Linked DNA regions of Zea mays: region 2 is linked to region 1. Evidence: chromatin contacts called from public Hi-C data. All regions are on one chromosome and are shown on one strand. Each heading gives the region's core, a stretch centred on a gene start, on an enhancer-like site or on the middle of the called end of the contact. The rest is flanking DNA. Distances are from core to core; before and after follow the strand shown.

Region 1 (6,743 bases), core at 1,146-3,645:
TATTAGGCTGCCTCCAGCAGCATGCGCTAAAGGAGTCGGTACCGTATATTTAGCGTTTCTGGCTGTCTGTAAACCCTCCAACAAGGTCCGCTATTGTGTTCTCTAAAATAGCGGACGACTCTGGCAGCCGCTAGATGTAGAGTGTACTATGCGTTAGGTAGATGTACGTGATGTTCCTTTTGGCTGATACTAGCTCACGTCATGTCCTTTTTTTATTATATTTTGGTTAATGTCGTACTAAATGCGACCAATGGAAACATAAAATCTATTAATACTGTGGCTTTAGAGGACCGGATTTAGGGAACGTTGCTGGAGACTGAGAAGATATAGAGGACATAATCTTTTAGAGTGTACTGTAAAGGACAGAGAATATTTCTTTAGGGGATAAAATTTAGGGGACATTGTTGGAGACAGCCTTACAACTGGTGACTTCGGGCGAGGCGGAGTTCTTCTCGTCGCAGGAGGGAGAGATGGGGCAACCGTGACCGTGCCACTCATGGCACCCCATGCCTCGGGTTAGCAGGTACCTCGGCTCCTTCCTCTCGGGGGTTGTCTTTACTTCTCCTGAGTGCGTTTTTCGGGAGGGATAATCTAGGTACCCTAATTATCACCCTGATGAACACGTTATCGACGTCGGGCATGCTAACAACCTCTGTTAATTGATGATTAATAGAGGTCTAACGTCAGAGGCGGTTGTAATGCCTACCTCCTTTAATTGATTTTGACAGCCTCTATTAAATTTATGTACTAGTGCAAGTATCAAACAACATCTTTTTGTTTGCAACATATCACTTAAATTTAAACATATTATGTTTTGATGGACTAATAAGAGATGTTTATGTTTGTATGAAATTATTGAAGTCTTGGATCATAATAGATATATGCGTTCTCTTCGTTGCCTTTTGTCTAATTATTATATTTCTTGTTCACTTTAAATGAATCTAAATGGTGGTGGTTGATGACCGCTCTTATCTGTACCAAACATTTCCACATCTTTAATAAAATGTTGTCGTAACTGCTAAAACTTCTTATTTATTCCTAATTTATTTCCTGAAATAAATTACAGCAAAACTCGGGACGCAATTTCATGAAGAAAGAAACGTAGTAATCATGTTTCACATATAAATTTGCTCTTCTATTTTAATACCGGCATGAAGTCATCTTTAAAGTAACTTTAGCTTTCTAGAAAAGCAGAAACGAACTGCAGTTTCCTAAAGATATATACGTACATAGTGCTGAAACCGAAAGCTTTTTCCCCATTTGACCACTAGGTCCTAAGACACCAGTGTGAACTTCAAAAGAGATTTGCTTAATAAAGGCTAGTTTGAAAACACCTTTTAGCTAAAATATTTCTATTTTCCTAAAGAAAAATAAACTAATTTTCTTTAGTAAAATAGAAATTATATGGAAAAATAGGGTTTACAAACTAGCTCTAAAAGGTTTTCACGGGAAAGAATAATATCCACAATTTGTTAGAATATTACTATAACAGTAGTTTTTAGCAAAATGGTTCTAGCAAAGTTAGAGTGGTGCATCTGTAAAATAAGACAGTGCCATGAAACAGACAATTTTTTTTTGCAATTCACTATGAAGAATGCCTAAACCCTAATGCCTACCCACCTTTCACAGCTAATTTGCCCTTCTATTTGTATGTCAAAACAAAGCAATCTGTAAAGAGCTCTAGCTGAGTACAACTCATGATAATTTCATAATGTATCCACTCAGTTGAAACCAAGACTCCAAGAGCCTTTCCCACTTACTAATAAATAATATATATGTATATGATAATAATACTACGTTTTGTTTTACGAATTCTATAAAATCCATAATATATATACTAATATTAACGATGCATACTAAGTATAGTTAAATTAATTATGACATATATTTCATATAATAATCGTATTTCAAGATGTAATACTATTTTCTATAAATTTTATACTTAAAAAGTATGACCTACTAAAAAGCAAAAGCAAGACATGCAGTTATTTCGGTGGAGAGGGGGATAGAGCATCCGAGGAGACTACTGTGAAAAAAAACTTATTTTGAAAGAAAAAAAAGAGGGCCAAACCGGAGGTCATCTCGGTCATTTCCTACTGAGAGCCTAAAAGCCAGCGCAGGCCCGGACAAAAGCAAACAAAAACTAGGCGGGGCTGGCGGACGCGTGCAGGCAGAGGCACCCCGTCGCACGCCACGTCACCGATCCGCGTGCTCCCCCGTCCTGCGCCGCCCGATTCTGCCGGCCTGAGAAATCCTGGCCGTTCGTCCGCCCGCCCGCGTCCCACATCTGATCCCGTCTCTCCTCACTCTCCTCCCACAGATGACAGACCCACACACACACACTCTCTCTCTTCGCAGACACAACCAAAAGACCAAGGTGGAAAAATAGTAAAGAAACGGAGCGAGGCTCCTCCGCATTTCTTATCTATCCTGATCCAAACCCTCCGAGGGGGAAACAATTCATTCCGCACGGCATCCGGGAAGGTCTGCGTCGTCGCCATGGCCACCGAGGAAGTCGCCAAGCCGTCCCCGATCCCGCCCTACCCCGAGGTGAGACCCATCTGTCCGGCGTCCGCTTCCTGCGTTGCTTCTTCTCTCTTTTTTCTTTCTTGTTCCGGTGCTGTTCTTGGCGCGGATTCGTTCGTGTGCTGGAGATGTAGCTGGGTTCGGGGGATGCTGCCGCGCTCCATGCGTGCTGCTTGGCGGTTTCTTTCGTTTCCGTTGGACCAAAAATATATAAAAAAATGGATTTTCTCTTTGTGTGCTCGTTGCTGCGGAATGGAGTGAGCTAACCGACGGCGCGTCGTGTTGGTTGGGCGTTCCGGCAGATGATCCTGGCGGCGATCGAGGACTTAGGCGACAAGAGCGGGTCGAACAAGTCGGCCATCTCCAGGTACATCGAGGGCAAGTACGACGGCGACCTGCCGCCCGCGCACGCGTCGCTGCTGGCCGCGCACCTGGCGCGCATGAAGGAGTCGGGTGAGCTGGTCTTCGTCAAGAACAACTACTTCCGCGCCGACGCGCCCGACGCGCCGCCGAAGCGCGGGCGCGGGCGGCCCCCGAAGGCGCGGGACCCCGGCGCGCCGGTGTCGCCGCCATCGGGGCGCGGGCGCGGGCGCCCGCCCAAGCCCAAGGACCCGCTGGACGCCGCCGTGAAGCAGGCCACCGCGGGCATGCCCAGGGCCCGCGGCCGCCCGCCCAAGAAGGCCAAGACCGAGGGCGGCGCGTCCCCGGCCCCCGCCGGCGACGGCTCCACCCCCGTCAAGCGCGGCCGCGGCCGCCCCCCCAAGGTACGCCCCGTCGTGCCCAGCGAGACGGCCGCGGCTTGACGGACGCTGCTGCATGGGGTTAGTGCGTAGCGATTCGTCCCGCCGCCACCGCCGCAGGGTTGATGTTTGTAGGCTTCGTTTTCCTTCATCTAATTGTCGTCGTAGTCGTCGTCGTCGCGCAATTAATTAATGGAGTAAGTAGGAGGATTTGATGTGCTGTGTTCGGTTCAGTTCAGCTCACGGTGCTGTCTTGTTCGTATGTGCTGGATGGATCTGTCTGTTGTAAGCTAAACTAGGGAGGCTGAGTGCTGTGTTGGTCGGTTCATTATTAAGCTGCTAATTTGGATGTGTACAATACATTAGTGGATGATGCTGATGTTCGTGATGTTGATTTGAGGGTTTCATGAACTCTACCATGTCTGATCCGATCGCACTGCTTGATAACGACGCTGTTGTGTGGCTGTTTTAACTGGTAGCGGCGGTGGTGGTTTGACTAGTACTACTGCCCTTGCAGTTGCAGGCACAACGTCAACAGTCACTCACTATAGCGTGGCGTGGCGTCCTGGGTGGGTTTGCTTTGGTTTGTCGTGTAGCTGGTCTGTCGGTCAGCAGTGGCCGCGTGCGTCGTACTTGCTGGATGCTTGGGACTTGGTGCATTTTATGTGACACGTCCAAAGTGCAGCAGGGTGGGTGCAGGCAGCCCGCGCCTGTATTCAAACGAGCCGCAGGGCGAACAGCAATGGACCTTTTCTCAGAAGTTGGTTGTGAATAGAATCTGGTCGCAGAGATAATCTGCTAGACTGAAGAATCTATGTGTTTGACTAGCTGGATTATTATATGTCAGATTCTGCAGTAAATACAACAAAACATCAAAATGTTGTACTAGTCAAAACACATTTGGGTAAAAGCCGACACTTCAAACGAACAGAACTGTAGAGTTGAGCGGTTTTTGGTGGCCACCTGAGAAGTTGAACTAAACGGGACCAATGTCTGCCCCCACCTCTGTCCCTGCTGAAAATACGGGAATTGCTTCTGGCAACAAATGGTCAAAATACTGTTTCCTATACTTTCTACTGTTTTTTGTGGTTTTGTTATAAAGTAGAGTTTTTGAGTACCGTGGACTGAAAATGGGAGCTGCTTTCAATAAGATCGAGGCATGCGCTCGGCACCACTCGATCGTACTGAGGTAGTGGGAGTACTGGACCGCATTCGGGACACGTTTCTGGATATCTTATCAGGGTCGGAAGACGAGCTCACGTCCCTGCCTAGCGAGACGAGATGTGACCCCCGGTCAGGAATGCCTTGCAGCCAATACCATGGGAGATCACTCCCCCACGTGGGGAGCCTTAGCGAGAACTCTCCCAACATCATGGAGCACATCAGACTGTGTTCAGCGGTTACCTCTAAATTTCTCCCTCTATATCCTACTCACGTACCACGTCAGCGTTCTCTTCCCCCTATATCTCCACCCTGTACAACGGTTCCCCTAAATCCTTCCCCTATACCCCACTACAACCATAAAATATCATTTTCTGTATCTACTTTTTACCTCATATCAATTTTTCATCTACTAATAATTAACTGTGGGCCCACATCACAGTAGATAGGGGAGGAAAGGAGAGCACGCTGCATTCGGGGGGAGAGAGAAGACGATAGCGCGCGGCTGCACCGTAGGGGGTGCTTTAGGGGGAAGCGTTGCGGCAGGTAGCGTCTTCCTGTAGCCTCTACCGTAGGGGAGAGGGAGCTCCGGCGGGAAGCGGTGAAGAGAGTCTCACGGTGTTCGCCCTGCCACTACGGGGGAGGGGACGGGGCGACCACGCCAAGCGGTGGGGCGACAGTGCCCCATGATGACAAAGGTTTGCTGTTGCCTAGTTTATGGCAGGGGCGCAACGCCGCGTTTTCCCTGGGTGAGCCAAAACGCCGTAGCTGATGCGACACTTCTGGACAAGCTGCCTAGGGCGTAAACACCATCCCAATGAAAGACCCACCAGGAGATCCGAGACCTCCTCGGCCTTGCTGTGCAACAACAAGCCAAGATCTCCATGTCCCGGCGTCGCGAACCAGAGACCAACCGCTACACCGCATCCACGCTAACGACAAACGATGCCACGTCGCGACAACTTCTCAAGTTTGAAGGAAGCGTGGCACAAGTCCCACCTCACCATCCCCAAAAGCCAGGTCGAACCAAGTGGAGCGCGCCTGGCCACAGGAATGGAGAGGAGGGATGTGACGGGTCGGGTGACTCCTGTCGGTACAAACAACACTGCGGAGGCTGGTTGGACCCCGATGGGAGCCTTAGCCCACCGCCACCGAGGCCTCGGGCCTTCAACCGTCGTATCCTTCGAGCACTGGTGCCACAACGATAAGGGTGCTCACCAATATCGCGAGATATTCAGGAGAGTCAAACCCTAGTATTTGGCTGAGGAATTATCGACTGGCGAGCCATGTGGGAGGAGTGGATCACGATGACTTCATAATCCGCAACCTCCCCCTGTACCTGGCAGACTTGGCGCGGGCCTGGTTAGAAAACTTGAGGCCCGACTGCATTCAAAACTGGGTCGACCTCAAAGAGATTTTTGTGGGGAACTTCCAAGACACGTACGTTCGTCCTAGTAACCCGTGGGACCTCAAGAACTGCCAAAAAAACCTGATAAGACCTTGAGGGACTACATTCGACGCTTCTCGCGACAATGCAACAAACTAACAAACCTTGCCGACGCCGATGTCATTCGCGCGTTTGTTTTGGTTACCACGAGCGAAACTCTGGTGCATAAGTTGGGATGCAAGAGCCCGCGAACCACAAAGGAGCTCCTGGACATCGCAACCACTCACGCATCAGGAGAAGACGCGTTGAGAGCGATCTTTCATCATCGCGGGTAGAAGGCCAAGCGCGACAAGGGGCCTAATGGAGGTCTCCGAGGGCGACCTGATAAAAGAAAGAAAGACAAATGCACGATGAAACGCTAATGGCGGTGGTGGGTCAGAAGGGAAAGCAACCGCCAACCGAGGAAGCCAATGACCATTTCGAGAAACTGCTCGAAGCCTCGTGTCTGAACCATCGCTATCCAATTCGACACGCCTACAAGGACCACGGGCTACTGAGAAGTTTTCTGGGTGGAGGAACACCGGCCGAAACGGGAGCGAAGCCTAGGCAGGGCGCCAAGCGAAAGAAGGCAAGAGCCACATTCTCGGACGAGACTGAATGCCTAACGATCTTCGGGTGGGGGGGGGTCAGATTACTACACGCCAAGAAGACATCTGAAGGCAGGACGACGCGAAATACTCTATGCTCGGCAAGCGTCTCCAGTTTTCCTCGATTAGTCCGACCAAGCCATCACCTATGATCGCACCGACCACCCAGATCATAACCCTCGACCGGACGATACCTGCTCATTGTTAGTCCCATCATGGGGTCAGTACGACTTACGAAGGTATTGATGGACGGAGGAAGCGGGCTCAACATCCTTTACTCTG
Region 2 (6,743 bases), core at 1,078-3,577, 350 kb before region 1:
ACTGTCACCTGGGTTGCTCTCGAAGGAATGCATGCACAACTTTCATCTGTCTTAGAAGCCTACGCCCTTTCCGTTTGTCCCTTCTACTGATGCAGCAAAGCACCGACACAGTGGAACAACTCTCAGTCTGATACTCTGTTTTGATCTACAACAAAACTTATTTTGGGGGACGTTAGCTATTAGGTCATGGACGCTGTAAATGGGTCGCTTTTTACCTATTAATAATAAAAATGACAGTTTAGCTTCGATGTCCTATTATTTATCGTTTTAGACAAGGTTTAAGTCAAACTTATAAAATTTTAAATATAAATAACTATTTTATTATGTAGTTTTGAAACATAATGTTTATATACACCGATTTATCTTAACAAGTACTTTTATAAAAGTATAAATGTATTAAGAGTTTGTATTTTAACAAAAATATATTGATCAAAGTTATATTTTAGAGACCGTGTCGCTATCCTAAACGACAACTAATAGTATATCAAAGGTCGTGAGGGTGTAATCTGATTTTTTTTACCTTTAATGCTGAATGAAATAATAATCAGATATTTTTTTACCTGTTACTGATTAATGAAATAATAGGCAGGTTCAAGAGGAAAATGTTGTGTATGTGAAGCATGATATCTAGGTTGCAAATTAGATAGATCCAGAAAATAAAAAATTCACATGTGAAGCTATATATCTAGACACACTATATTCAGATGTATGACTTACTTAATCTGAAAATGTCGGAATGGCTTATAAATCTTTTGAAAGGAGAGTATTGTATGCATGGCATCCTCCTTGGTTTCTGTTCTCACGTGTCCCGGATTAGTAGGCCTGCAGAAGAAGCCTCTGTCTATGTTCAGTGTGAGGTAAAGAGCAGCACTCTGAAGCGAAGAAAACTAACTGCCTGGCATGTGAAGAGGTGCAGTGCATGTTTCACAGAACAGAGGTCCAGGAGCCAAATACATCCGCCTGGCTTGAGTCCTAAGCTGCAGGAGAAACCGAGGGCGGGCTTATCTCAACGGATTCTATAATCCCATCCTCCAGCTTTCAGTTTCGGGTGCATTACTCGCTGAAAAAGACCTTGTGGCCTTTGACCTCTATAAGAGCCCTGTTTCGGAACATATATTATATGGCGCCAATGGCGATGACTGAAAGTGAACTCAGAAAAGAATCAAGTCACACAGAAAAATATTATCTTTGAAGGAACGACTTTACCATGTGCTTACTGCTTACACAACAGACATTTTTTTTTCAACTGCTGAATTCACATTTTTTTTGTTTGCGGTGGACTTCAACCTTTCAGCCTGTTCGTTCCTTTAATCTATACCGGCTTCTACTGTTTCTATAGTGTTTTTGTCTCTATGGATTGCAGCGGTAGCAATCTAAACAGCCGGCTTTGTCTACATGAATTGGCTGCCACGATTCAATTCAAATGTGAGTTGTGAATTCAGATAAAAAGAGGCTTGTTCCTTCTGCAGCTACTAACTGTGGTGATTGAATGAACTAACCAGATATTTGTACCCCCACCCCACTGCATGCTTATCAAGACTCTAATGAAACCCAGAAGCCCAAATCAAGGCACCAACTGAGACGCCTTTTGCCATAAACAATCTGTTCCAGTAATGAAGATATGCTGCCTCTTTTCACCTAGTGGCAGGACTGATTGCCACACCAGTTGTACTTAACTAATGCGGTTATCTTAACCATGCCGGTTTGCCACTTTATGCCCAAGCACTCCCCCCCACTCACTAACGCACCACAAACTAACCCTCAAAATCTACCAAATTGGCCTATGCTTTCCCGTCAAAAGTCGGTCAAAAACTGCTTTCTCGCGCTCAGCTGATCGCCACCACAAACAGATGTGACCAGCGAACAAGAAACTGCAGGTTGTTCGAAACAAGGGCATCGTGTTTGTTTCACAGTTCTGAATTTAAACTGTTTCTTGTGAAATTCACTCCTAGCCTTGTTAGTTGCACATTGGATGTGCCACCTCGTTATATATATATATATATATATATATATATATATATATATATATATATATATATATATATATATATATATATATATATATATATATATATATATATATATATATATATATATATATATATATATATATATATATATATATATATATATATATATATATATATATATATATATATATATATATATATACACACACACACACACACATGCAGGGTGCGCCGGTAGTGGCAGCTGCGAACGGGACAAGGCAAGGGCGCAAGGCCAGCATGGCATTGGGCGTGGTCGGCCTTGTGCTGGCGTCGCCACTCTTGTTCTTGCTGACAAGGGCGGCATGGATCACTGTCTCCTGCTACTACCTCACGCCGGCGAGGATCCGGACGATCCTGGCCGGCCAGGGCGTCCACGGCCCGCCGCCGCGTCTCCTCGTCGGGAACCTCCACGACGTCTCTGCTCTCGTCTCCAGGGCCACCGCCGGTGACATGAGCTGCCTGAGCCACGACATCGTCGGCCGCCTTCTGCCCCATTACGTCCAGTGGTCCAAGATGTACGGTGAGTGGCTCACGATGCATTGCCGGCCGGGCGGTGGGTTCATGGTGCTGATGCTTGTCCGGCGGACCTGACCGGAGCCCGGAGGCTTTATTTGGTTGGCCTTGTGCAGGGAGGCGGTTCGTGTACTGGTACGGGAGCGAGCCACGGGTGTGCGTGACGGACGCGGGCATGGTGCGGGAGCTGCTGTCGTCGAGGCACGCGCACGTCACCGGCAAGTCGTGGCTGCAGCGGCAGGGCGCCAAGCACTTCATCGGCCGCGGCCTGATCATGGCCAACGGCGCCACGTGGTCGCACCAGCGCCACGTGGTTGCGCCGGCGTTCATGGCTGACAGGCTCCGAGGCAGGGTCGGCCACATGGTGGACTGCGCCCGGCGGACGGTGCGCGCGCTGCGGGAGGCGGTGGCGCGGGACGGGAACGAGGTGGAGGTGGGCGCGCACATGGCGAGGCTCGCCGGCGACATCATCGCGTGCACTGAGTTCGACACGACCTACGACACGGGGAAGCGCATCTTCCGGCTCATCGAGGAGCTGCAGCGCCTCACGGCGTGCTCCAGCCGCTATCTCTGGGTCCCTGGCAGCCAGTGAGCACCCCTTCCTTTTATTTTACACTATAACTGAATGCTCTGCTTCTGCCGCGTGCAAACAGAAACAGAGCATCGTCGAGACGACGGTGCCAGTGCACACTAACAAGTGGGACCAGGCCGCCGCACTGAAAAGTGTCACTGGATCCTGCTCGTCAGTGCACACACGCCTTTCATCAGTATACTTATTTATTTTATCAAATTCCAGGTATTTCCCAAGCAAATACAGGCGGGAAATAAAGCGTCTGAACGGGGAGCTGGAGCAGCTGCTCAAGGAGTCCATCCAGCGCAGCCGCGAGATCGCGGACGAGGGCCGGACGCCGTCGTCGGCGTGCGGCATGGGGCTCCTCGGTATGCTGCTGGCCGAGACGGAGAAGAACAGGAACAGGACGAAGTCTAGCAACGGCGAGCTGGGCCTGGGGTACGACGCCCAGACGATGATCGACGAGTGCAAGACATTCTTCTTCGCGGGGCACGAGACGTCGGCGCTGCTCCTCACCTGGGCCATCATGCTGCTCGCCACGAACCCTTCGTGGCAGGACAAGGCGCGCGCCGAGGTAGCGAGTGTCTGCGGCGACGCCCCGCCTACCGCCGACCACCTCCCCAAGCTCACCGTGGTAAGCAAAGCCAACGACTCCGATCCGGCGGTCCACGCCAGCCATTGGCCGGTTGTAACGTACGGCTTCGTGCATGCCAGCTGCAGATGGTGATCAACGAGACGCTCCGGCTGTACCCGCCGGCGACGCTGCTGCCGCGGATGGCGTTCGAGGACATCACTCTCGGCTCCGGCGCCGACGAGCTGCGCGTGCCCAAGGGCGCGTCGCTGTGGATCCCCGTGCTGGCCATCCACCACGACGAGGCCGTGTGGGGAGCGGACGCGCACGAGTTCAGGCCGGACCGGTTCGCGCCCGGGCGGGCCCGGCCGTGGGCGGGCCGCTTCCTGCCGTTCGCGTCGGGCCCCCGCAACTGCGTCGGCCAGGCGTACGCCATGGTCGAGGCCAAGGTTGTGCTGGCCATGCTGCTCGCGAGCTTCCGCTTCGGCATCTCCGACGAGTACCGCCACGCGCCCGTCAACGTGCTCACGCTCCGCGCGCGCCACGGCGTGCCCGTGCGCCTGCTGCCGTTGACGTGACGCGGGCGGCAGTAGGCCTCCCTCGCACTTGGGCTTGTGTTCTTGGTTCTTGAAAATTTTTGGGACATGTGTCTTTTAGTTTGTGCACTTGACTAGATGGCAGTAGCCTGGCATGTAGAAAATAACATAATACTACTTGGTGTCAACGTTTTGTTGGCGGTGTTTTTTTTTGTCACTGAGAAACAATCTTGCATAATGTATGAACAATCCAAAAGTGTAAATCAGTAAATGTCGCTGAGGGCAGACGGCATAGGAAATTCGCCGGAATTGATTTTCCCATTATTATAGGCCCTGTTTGATGGGATGCTGTACTTGATACCGTAGAACATCTCAAAATTGAACCAAACCTTAAAAAGCTGAACCCCATCTCCGTACCAAAACCCACTTGGGCAAATATGTTAGCGATGTCCTATCAACTCTGATAAGTTTGTTTGCGGGACAACTGGCTCGTCCCGATAATTGGAGACAACACTCGGATAGTCCTGTTTCAATCTTTAACTCTGAACCAAACAACTTTATTTAAAGGATCGTCCTATCTCATTTCATTCCGTCATTACAATGAAATGCACAGTAAAAAATTAGCTAAATTTACTAATTTAACTATTTTCTAAAATAGATTTTTTAAAAGATAGGCTAATCCAATAGACTCGGTAAAACCAAAAGAAGAATGGCGAGGGAGAATCTATTGGAGTTGGTTTTCTTTTAATAATAATTAAATTTATCTTTACGAAACAATTTAGATAGTTTTTTTTTGGAATAGCTTACAATGCCGTACAACTGCCGTTTATATTCATAAATTAAGTGAGAGCTTAATCTAGAGTCCTCGACAAAGGAATATATTTTTTCAACAAATCAATAGGCCTACGGGTCACCTACTTAATTAATGGGGTAAAATTTAAACTAATTTCATGAGGCAGGATAGTAGGCAGTGGAAATGGCTCATCAAATTTGTTTAAACTAAATGGCTCATCAAATTTTTTCATGAGACAGGATAGTAGTCACTAAACTAATTTCGAGTTCGATCGATTCCCGACAGCGCCAAACGTCATCCGTTGCGCCTGCAATATCAATCTTAGCATCGGCGGAAGCTAGAGCAGAATCGAGAGCGTGTGTGCTACTTCCTGTCTTCCTACTATAGCTGCATATGATGTTATATGATGTTTCCTAAACAAACATGTATATAATTTAAACGTAACACAATGAAAATGGTGTAGTGAGTTTTTTAAAAGAAACCCACGTAATAATATTTTATTATGAAGAGTGAAATAAAAATTCATCATAGCAAAAAGATAAGACACAAACTTTGTTTTTTCTAAAAAAATAAAGTATTGAAATTCAATAGTTTTCAAAACCAAATGCGTGCCATATAATGCTAATTGTTGGTCACTTGCTATGTACAATTAAAAACAAGGCATCACAATATTAAAAAGATAATCAACTTTCGTTCCTAAGCAGTCATCCTTTCAAAACAACTCATTCGAAGACGAAAGTTGAGACTTGAAAGTACAAGTCATGACTTAATTGCATAAATAGGTAAAGAATGTAAAAGAATTTTAACATAACGACTTGTCTCAAATGTATCAATATCGTATTTCCTCTTTCGTATAATGAATTTACAATCATACCTTTGTCTCTGGAGAATGAATTAGAGCGAAGGTGCTTTAGAGAAAAGATTACACACAACAATTGAGCCCTTCAAAAGGTACTTTATGTAAGACACTGTTCATCTATTTATAGGGAATCGTACATGTTGTTCACTTGTTCTCAAATGTTGTGAATCAAGAACAAGGCAACACAATTGTTAATTATTAGAGACCTTCGTCTTCCGAAGCATTATCTTCCCATAGGTATAATGATCATCAGACGAAGGTCATGAAGGGCATACCTGTTGTAATTTTAGAGAAATAAGTGACATGTTTCCAAAATATTTAAATAAATTAAATATTCTAATTCCGAATAAAACAAGCATATAACTCAGATAAATGTCATATGTAATTATAACAGCAATGAATAATAGCAATTCCAGTAAATGAAAACATGAAACATAGCTACTCAGATCCATTTGTAAATTAAACATGACTTGTAGATGAAGAAGGCAGATTAAACACATAAACATAATTGTTTATATTAAGATATTGCTCTCAAAATAGCAGGTTGCTGCACTAGACAACCCTCTAATGCTAAGTGGTGATCAAAGATCCTCGACTAACGTGACAGTCCTACCTTACCAAATCCAGGTTTTAGAACAAATATTATACGCCTAGAAATCAAGCATAAATATCAAGATCAAAACAGTGTGCACAGTAGTGAAAGAAATAACTAGACATAAATAATATTAATGCTGAAAATAACAACACACTAAAACCCAGACTGTCACGTCGTCTCACTACACCGCTATCATCATCGAGCAATCAAATCCGCCCACAAATTGTGCAATCACACCCAAGTAAAATTACTAGCAGATTGCACAAAATTACTCAATAAATATAGAGAGGCAA

The links. Hi-C and Micro-C count contacts between places; a contact is called where the count stands out from the background.
Region 2: a contact with region 1 is called in a Hi-C map of tassel, with 2.4 times the contacts expected there. The contact joins the promoter of LOC100280269 here to the promoter of LOC100277576 in region 1. A contact is called at or near these places in 2 of 25 Hi-C or Micro-C datasets (ear and tassel).

Annotation. Positions count from the first base shown.
Region 1 is chr4:84,394,921-84,401,663 of Zm-B73-REFERENCE-NAM-5.0, reverse strand. It overlaps LOC100277576, which reads left to right and starts at 2,395. Exons shown (of 2, transcript NM_001151097.1): 1 at 2,395-2,550; 2 at 2,829-3,671. The coding sequence starts at 2,500. The coding sequence ends at 3,329.
Region 2 is chr4:84,746,487-84,753,229 of Zm-B73-REFERENCE-NAM-5.0, reverse strand. LOC100280269 (putative cytochrome P450 superfamily protein) reads left to right here and starts at 2,327. Exons shown (of 3, transcript NM_001153197.2): 1 at 2,327-3,113; 2 at 3,322-3,730; 3 at 3,811-4,419. The coding sequence starts at 2,701. The coding sequence ends at 4,245.